Regions from separate parts of the Oryctolagus cuniculus genome. Here region 2 is linked to region 1. A link is a contact called in public Hi-C data. All regions are on one chromosome and are shown on one strand. Each heading gives the region's core, a stretch centred on a gene start, on an enhancer-like site or on the middle of the called end of the contact. The rest is flanking DNA. Distances are from core to core; before and after follow the strand shown.

Evidence for each region. A called contact is a pair of places that touch in the nucleus more often than the background predicts.
Region 2: a Hi-C map of an unstated tissue shows a contact between it and region 1, with 5 times the contacts expected there. The contact joins the promoter of THSD7A here to the enhancer-like site in region 1. A contact is called at or near these places in 3 of 6 Hi-C or Micro-C datasets (embryonic fibroblasts, skin fibroblasts and an unstated tissue).

The regions. Positions count from the first base shown.
Region 1 is chr16:33,848,727-33,852,979 of mOryCun1.1, forward strand. No RefSeq gene overlaps it. Among named protein-coding and RNA genes, the nearest start is that of TMEM106B, 71 kb to the right of the region's middle. Within about 2 kb of position 2,370, at least 1 of the 8 cell types and tissues checked has an H3K27ac peak or open chromatin away from gene starts, as enhancers often do.
Region 2 is chr16:34,237,437-34,241,752 of mOryCun1.1, forward strand. It overlaps THSD7A (thrombospondin type 1 domain containing 7A), which reads left to right and starts at 2,613. Exons shown (of 27, transcript XM_070059784.1): 1 at 2,613-2,923. The coding sequence starts at 2,764.

The DNA.
Region 1 (4,253 bases), core at 1,120-3,619:
CCTGGTGTGGTTTGGTTCCTTCTTCTAGGATCTCTGGATAATCACCTTCATTTACTTTACTGTTCTAACTTAGTGCTTCCCAAGTGGAGATCGATGTTCCATTCTTGACTGAGAACTGATTTTTTTAAAGGCTTTTTTCTTTCTTTGGAAGGCAGAGTTAGAGAGGGAGACACAGACAGTGAGATCTGCCAGCCAGTGGTCCCCTCCCCAAATGGCCACAATGGCCAGGATTGAGCCAAAAGCAGGAACCTAAAACTTCATCTGATTCTCCCATGTGGGTGGCAGGAGCCCAAATACTTGGGCCATCTTCCACTGCTTTCCCAGTACATTAGCAGGGAGCTGGATCAGAAGTGGAGCAGCTGGAACTCGAACTGGCACTCATATGGGATGCTGGCATTGTGGGTGGCAGCTTAACCACTGCACCACAATGCCAGTCTGGAGAACAGATTATTAATTGCAAGAAATTCTTAGGTTTGCTTGTTTATTCCATAACCTGAAGCCATGGCTCTAGGCACAGTGATAGTTCATTTTACCATGTCAATTTGACTAGGTTAAAGAATACATAGAAACTGGAAAAGCATAACTTTGAGTGTGCCTGAGGGTGTTTCCAACTGAGATTAGGTAGCATACGAGTGTGAGTGCACTAAGTGAGAAGACCCAGCCCTGATGTGTGTGGGCATCATCAATGGTTTGGAGATCTAGAGAGGCAAAATGAGAAGGGCTGGGATCCGTTCCAGTGTTTTTTTTTTTGTTTTGTTTTTTTTTTTTTTTTTTTTTTGGACAGGCAGAGTGGACAGAGAGAGACAGACAGAAAGGTCTTCCTTTGCCGTTGGTTCACCCTCCAATGGCCGCCGCGGCCGGCGCGCTGCGGCCGGCGCACCGCGCTGATCCGATGGCAGGAGCCAGGAGCCAGGTGCTTCTCCTGGTCTCCCATGGGGTGCAGGGCCCAAGCACTTGGGCCATCCTCCACTGCACTCCCTGGCCACAGCAGAGAGCTGGCCTGGAAGGGGGGCAGGCAACCAGGACAGAATCTGGCGCCCCAACCGGGACTAGAACCCGGAGTGCCGATGCCGCAAGGCGGAGGATTAGCCTAGTGAGCCACGACGCCTGCCCCTTTCTGTTCTTGTCTCAGATGTCAGCTGCTAGCCTTCGGGCTCTGGGACCACAGCGGCAGCGCCATTGCTGGCACTCGGGCTTTTCAGCCTCTGAGTCTCACATCTCAGCTTCTCCGGTCCTGAGGTCCCTGCACTTGGACTGGGCGGTGCTACCAGCATCCCAGGCCATCCAGCCTGCAGACCACCCGTGGAGGGACTTCTCACTGCCACAATCACATGAGCCAAACCTCCTGATAAATTCTCCACATACCCACATGCATATCCTAGCAATTCTGTGTCGCTACAGAATCCCAAATAATGCAGGCACCAAAACCTGTGAATTCATTTCTGTGAAAGACTTTGATTCTGCAAAGGGTTGGCTTCAGGATACTTCATCTGACTGTGCACACTACTGATGCAGTCTCTCAACTGACTGACATTTTCTGAGGACTAGAAGAGCGAACAGGAATTATTTTCAAACTCCTTCATGTGATAAGTCAATTATTTCTTTGGATTTGAACCTATGTCCCCATTTCAAGGAGGCCAGCCATGACCCGTGTAATGCCATAAGGCACCACGCCTGCAACACTTTAGATGTCACCAGCTGAACGTGAGAGGTCAATGTAAAGTCTGACCACTTCCTTTCCAGTATCCAGAAGCCATGACGAGACTGGCTGGTTCAATCCATGAGAAAAACTTGCAAGGCAGCAACAGAGCTTGCTGAAAAATGTGGGCACTTGCACTGAGAAAAAGTGCTCACAATAGTCAAAAACAAATATTTTGGGAAAAATTGTTTCTTTTTCTCCCCATAAAAGAAAAAAAATAACTGTAGGAAGTGGAATTCTTTATTCCCAGAACATCAAACCTGCCCATGTTGCGGCTGTCATTCAGCTGTGTAGGCTCTGTGGGGCCAGAGTGAGATCTTTCTGGAGCCCTGTGGTTGAAGGAAGGCTACAGACTAGGGAGGACAGAAGGCAGGCTGCAGCGCACGATAAAGCCCTCATGCATAGGATTTTCTGGAAAGCTTCCAACCTTAGGTTTGCATTAGCAAGGAAGAGGGTGCCAGTGAATACCCCTAAGTTTTCTTCTTCCTGAAATGGGAGAACAGAGATCTCCCAAGAAGACCAATGTTAGTCAGCATTGCTTAGATGACAGATCTTCCAGGCCCTGTTAAAGGACACAATGAAGAGAATATTCCAGTTCCACCAGTGTCTTCCAAGTGAGTAAATACTGAGTTTCCACCACAACGCAAACCTTTCCCAGCCTGGGTGGGCAGAGCTTACAGGCTCTGCCAGTCTGATTACTCAGCAGGGTGAGGAAGTTGTTAGGTTACCCACCCCCAGGGGATATTCAAATGACAAGCTGGTTGCAACAAAAAACGAATAACCAGTCAAAAATGAATTATCCCTGAGTAACCTCCAATAGAACACTCATGCTGATAATATTCATGTGGAAGTCTAATTAGGCCCCAAGCTCTTTTTAAAAGCCACATTGCAATTAATTAAAATGATTGCTACTCATTACTTTTTTAAAAAAACAAGTAAATTATTTTTTCTACATACAAAACTGTTAGAGAAGAAAAAAACACACTTAAACTAGCTTATTACAGTTTTTATGCTGAGAGAGATAAAATATTTGTAAGATGAGCTTTCGTATTTTCAACTGTTCATAATGATTTGGGATAAGGCAGGTAGCTGTTTTTAGGATCACTAGCTGGAAGCCACACCTCCCCTTGCCCTATGTAATCCTACCCACTCACCTGTCAATCAAATGTCCCCTTCAAGATGTACCTCCCTTACCTGGAACCTGGGGGCAGTACCATGTATCCACTCCCTTTTCTAAGCTCATAGGAACTCTGGCAAAGGGGAAGGGGCTCTCTTTCTCTTTCTTCACATGGGCCCAGAGCAAGCAGGGTACTAAAATCTCTCTCTCCTTTCCCTTCCTGGCTCACTTTTCCTGAACAATGCCCATGGGTGTTTATGTTGTCCTCATCTTTTAAGTAAGCTTCATCACTTTCTGACTTGTATTTGTGCCTGTACTTAGAATGCTTCTGTAAGTAAGAGGCAAGAGTTTAGACACAAATGAGCCCACAACAATTTGAATTAAAGTTATGTATTATGAATACTTTAGCTAATATTGAACAATAATTGAATTAACAAGTAAAAATTAAAGTTAAGATTTGTGATTTTCCATTGAGGACCACATTTAATAAATCCTCATAGCCACTTTAACAGCAGTGCTATGAAATGGGACCTCTCAGTAGAAGTTTTGAGAGCTGTGGTCATTTATGGCACTAAATCAAATTTTAATAAAGGTCTATGACATATTATTCTTCTAATAATTTCTCTTAATTAGAATAATAATTCCTATGTCAATGTTAATTGTAGCATGGTTTGTAACATTAACAAATAAAAATTAATGAATAATAAGATTTTTAAATGACAATAGTAGGAAAATTATATATCTAGCAATAAAATCACTATTGACAATAAAAAATGATTATACCCTATAAAATGGCTGTCTTAGACAAAAACAGTGAAATGGCAAATTTCTGGGATAATAATTAGAAATGCTTTCATTTAAAAAATTATATTTTGCATACGTACAAGCACATATTAGTTTTTTAAAATCAGAAAATTTCTAAAAAAGATTTCAAATTCTTCAAACTGGTTACTTCAGGAGAGTGAGATTGGGAGGTTAGGGGTAACTTAGGTAGATTTTACTTACTACTTTATGTAAATATCTTATGGTAACCTTAAATTAGCTTTGGTATTTATGATTTCTTTTTTGTCAGATTATTTGCCTCAAACTGTATATTGCTTGCTTGTTTTTTCTCTTTTTTTAGCTCAAAAGGAACAACAAAAATTAATGAAGTAGTTAGTATGTTATTTGTATACATTTTATATACATACAGTTGTGGTATTTGTAATTGTACATTTTCACAGTAAAATCTTTTGCCATCTCATTACTGCACATATATTAAAGTTGGAAATTGTTGTATTTAAATTAAGGGGAATGGTTTATGGTCTCATGAGTATTATCATAAGATTAAAATTAATTACTCAGGATTTTTTCATATGGGGCCAATCCGGACAGGTAATCTGTCATAGGCTAATGTTATTAGCTTGATTCATGTTATCAAAATATATTTCTGATAAT
Region 2 (4,316 bases), core at 1,363-3,862, 390 kb after region 1:
CTTGAGACTTCTCATGACTACATTTTGACATCGTGTCATTAAACATTTGTGTATTTAATATTCTAGAAAACAAAGATTGCCATGTCCTGCTATCAGTTTTATTGATAGGATTTCCCCAACTGTACATTATATTTTCACAAAGGAACATGTATATCTGGTCTCCTTAGAGACTCATAGGTTTTGTCCTCAAGTGCAGTAATGATGTTGTGTGAACAGATGTGTGGAGTGGTGGAGATATGTCTTATTTTCTGTAACCTGTCCAAAGATGTCTTCACTAGTGTGTGTGTGTGTGTGTGTGTGTAACCCCTAAACCTTGTATAAATTGAAAATAGAAGGAGCGAATCATTTGTTGGTTATTTCCCAACACTACTATAGGACATTAACCCTGAGTTGTTTATTTTAAATGACAGCAGACTTTGACTTATATGTGTATAATGCTGGCAGTTGTAGCCATAATGTTTAACGTCTTGGCTAGTTCAGTAATTGCTATGAACATGGATAACTACATAGGTCAGAGTCTTACATTTTCTTTTGACATTAAACTTATAAGCATAGCATCCGATGGCTTTTCCAAGGTCTAGGTAACTGCCCTGTATATTTAATTGTACTATATTGACTCCTCAGATTCTCTGTCTTCTGTTATATCATGAATTTCTGCGTGGTGAATTGATTTGGGTCCTCCCAAGAATGCTTATTCCGGACTGCTATTAGCAGAGTACTTCCACTTTGAAGTGCCAGAGTGAGAGATTTCAGGGTTTAGAGCACTAACAAAGGCTTAGAAACATAAACAGACAGGCTAGGAACGCGCCTCCTTGTGGGGTGGTCTTGCTGAGTTCTCCCTGAGAGGGAGAACCAGGGAGGCAGGCGCAGTCCCCTTTTTCTTCCGTGCTGTAGCTGTTGAAAGAGCTCCTTCAGGGAGTCCCACATTAGTTCGGATCAAGCTTCCTTTGTATCCCCTATCAGCCTATAATCTTTTGATTGTTGCCTGTTTTTCACCAGTGAAGAAATAGTAATCCACACTAGTTTATCTCTCCTAATCACAGACTCACAGAGCTGGGTTCTCTGGGCGATTAATTCCCTCTTAGACGCCTAACAGAGTGGATAGTAAACAAAGAGCAAATTTGCAACCTTCAACATAGCTAATTTCCTCTGATGTCAGAATACTTAAACAGGCAGGACCTGCGAATTATTTGATCAAACCTGCTTTTAATCTAAGGCAGGCAGAAGGGCTGTGTCTGGAAGGCTCAGCAGATGACAAGCACCCCCAGGGAGCCTTAGAGAGGGTTTCCTCTTTCAGAAACAGTAGCTTCCTCATTTCCAACTCCAAGGCTGCTCTGTGTTGTTGGAGTAAATTCATAATGGGTAGTTTTCCTGCTTTTTAGAGTTTTATTTTGTTTGGCTGAAAAACTGCTGACCGGATGGAAATAGTTTTCTTTGGCTGTTGGCTGGTTTTCTAATTGGCATATTGCCTTGATATTATTTTAAGTTTGCTAGGAAATGAATTATTAATAAATTATTATTGGAGGAAAGGGAGAAAAAGAGAAAGGATAAAGCGTGATCTGACATCACACACACATACTACTTCTACTGGGATAAGAAAGTGAAAACACAAAGAACAAAAGACATAAATCCATGTGGGTCTTTAGACTACGAAGGGTATTTTTCCACAGTGCTGGTTGGGAGGACAGAGTACTGTCCGGGATGTGTTAAGCAAAGAATTTACTAAATCAGAGACAGCCCTTTGACTTGGTTTCCCTTTAATTTTACTCACAACAGCCTGGCTACTCGCAAGTGGCATGTTGTCAGGAGAGAGAAGGAGATGAGGGGTGGAACTTTCACGTCCCTGCTTGAAATATCATTTTATGACTAGTTTTTGTAGCATTTCACCCGATTAGTGAGATGCCATTGGGAATTCTAATTGAACGGAAATTCGATTTTAAAGGCTAAGAAAGGACACTCTAAAGTGTCATACAAGATCAACCTTGCTCAGGTATCTTTTGGTGGGAATAGATTAAGTTAACAAACAAACATAGAAAAAGTGTGTTGAGTGCATTTTGCCTGTGAGTAAACATCCCTACTGTCTCCTGTTTTCCGCATCTGATCATAAATACTGCTCTCCACCTAAAGTGATTCAGAAGCCGCAGCTTAGAAATAAATTACCCACGCCGCCGCTTTGTGTAAATATGCAGCAAGAATCACGGGCTGCTCCATCTAGTATTTGCCTCCTTGGGTGACGATGAACGTCAAGGCCTGTTATTTGTCATTCTGAAGGCTGCCGGGTGATGATTCTTTTTATTGGTGTCTGCGGGCAAACATATTTCAACGCCCCACGTGCACGGGAGTTCTCGGGGCCGGCTGCCGCCTCTGCCCCCCACCTGCGCCTGCAGCCCCCCGGAGCTCGGCTCCACGCACGCCGCCCTCCTCCCTCTGCAGCTGGCGGCGGGCGCGCTGCCTCCAGCCCTGGACCTGCTCAGTCAGCTGGGGCCCCCTGCGGACGGGACCTGCCACTGTGCGCGCCATGGCAGCGGCAGCAGCATCCCCGCCAGCAGCGGCGGCGGCGGCGGAGGTGGCAGCGACTCGGACCACCGCGCACGCTATTGTTCCTTGGTGTTAGCAGCTCTTTTCCCTTCTTTTCATCTGCAGCGAACAATAGCAAGGGAGAGCTTGGCTGTCCGTCCTGCTCGGGAAGACGTTCGGAGAGCGCACAGGACAATCCCCTGCGGAGAGCGCTGGGATCCGGACCCTGGAGCGGCTGCGGGCGGCATGGGGCTGCGAGCGAGGCGCGCGGCGGCCGGGGGCCGGGCCGTCCTGCAGCTGCTGCCGCCGCCGCTGCTCCTGCTGCTGCTGCTGCTGCGCCCCGGCGCCTGCGGGGCTGCGGCGCAGGGCGAGGCGGAGGCGCCCACCCTTTACCTCTGGAAGACTGGTAAGTGGGACGCACTCCCCGGTCTTCCAGTCTGGCTCCACCTGAAGGGGCTTCTGGACTTCGGATGGGGCCCCCGAGCTTCCTGGGGGCCCGCTGATGCGGGGGTTCTAAGGCAAAAAGTGTGATCCCTAGGCAGCAAATTGGGTCATGTCCGATGTTACTCGGCAAGAAAAACATAACAACGGAGAGGCAACAGTGAGTCATTGCAATGTTATTTCTCCCGCAGCTCCGTAGGGCAAGGCTGCACTTTCAGCATGAAGTGCTGTGTTTGTAACCTCTGCCTTCTCATTCTGCTAACAAATTTAACTAAAATATGTTTCCAGCATAGAAGAAGCAAACAAACAGCTCTGGTCTTGACTCTGTCTTCCGGCAAGCGAGGCGCTCAGCGCCTTGACATAAGTGGATGGAGAGTTGAATTTGTTAAGTTTAGCTTTGTGATAAGTGGGACACGTGAAACAGCCTAGTTAGGGCGGGTCCAGAATCCAAGGTGAAAGGGGCTGGAGCCAGGCTGCTGGGACGACTGTGGAAAGCTTAATTCTTCGGGAGTGGACGGCAGGACCTTAAGCGTGTCTAATTGTTAGGCAGGTCTCTGGCTTTTAAACTTTGCCTTCTTTAGGAATTCGTTCTGCTTTATTTATTCAACTGACCAACAAAAGCAGCAACCAGCTGCCTCCGGGAGCTCCCAGCCAAGTGCCTGACAGTTCAGTGGGCAGTGAGGGGCTGGACAACAATGCGGAGAGAGGAATTCCCTCCCCCTCTGCTCCTGGCTAGCTCGCTCTGTCCACTAAAGGACACGGAGGAGTCTCCAGGAGACCTGGAATTTAACATGGCCCTAGGACACAGTGGGAAAGATGATTCCTGTTGCCTACAGCAAGCAATAATTAAAGAGTTCCTTGGAATGCCTCAATACTAAGAGGACATCACAGGGAAAGAAAGTCTGTATTCATTGTGGGATTGCAGACTTAGCAGAGTTGATCTCATTCCTGGCTTCAGCCCTTCTCTGCCCCCCTGCCGAACAGACAGATCAATCCACCCTACAAATGCACGGATTTCCTGAATTTTTAAAGAAGTTGCATCTCGCCGGTTATCTACTGAGGATAATAAATAGAAATGTATTTAAAGCCAAAGCACATACTTCGCCTGGAAAGGTTGCACGAAACACACAGACCACATTTGAGATTGCTAGATCAATCGGGCTAACACTTTAAATGTAAAGATCATTGATTAATGGATGCAGATGAAATCAAATTATATTCAATTTAAAAGAAGAGCTGAAGATCTTCTGTCATTTAGCTAAAGCCAAGATTTTACTTTTTAAAAGCTCTTTCATAATGACAAACTCCAATAAAATTCTAGTTTATCATTAAATAGTCTTAGTTGGATGGGTGGTAAG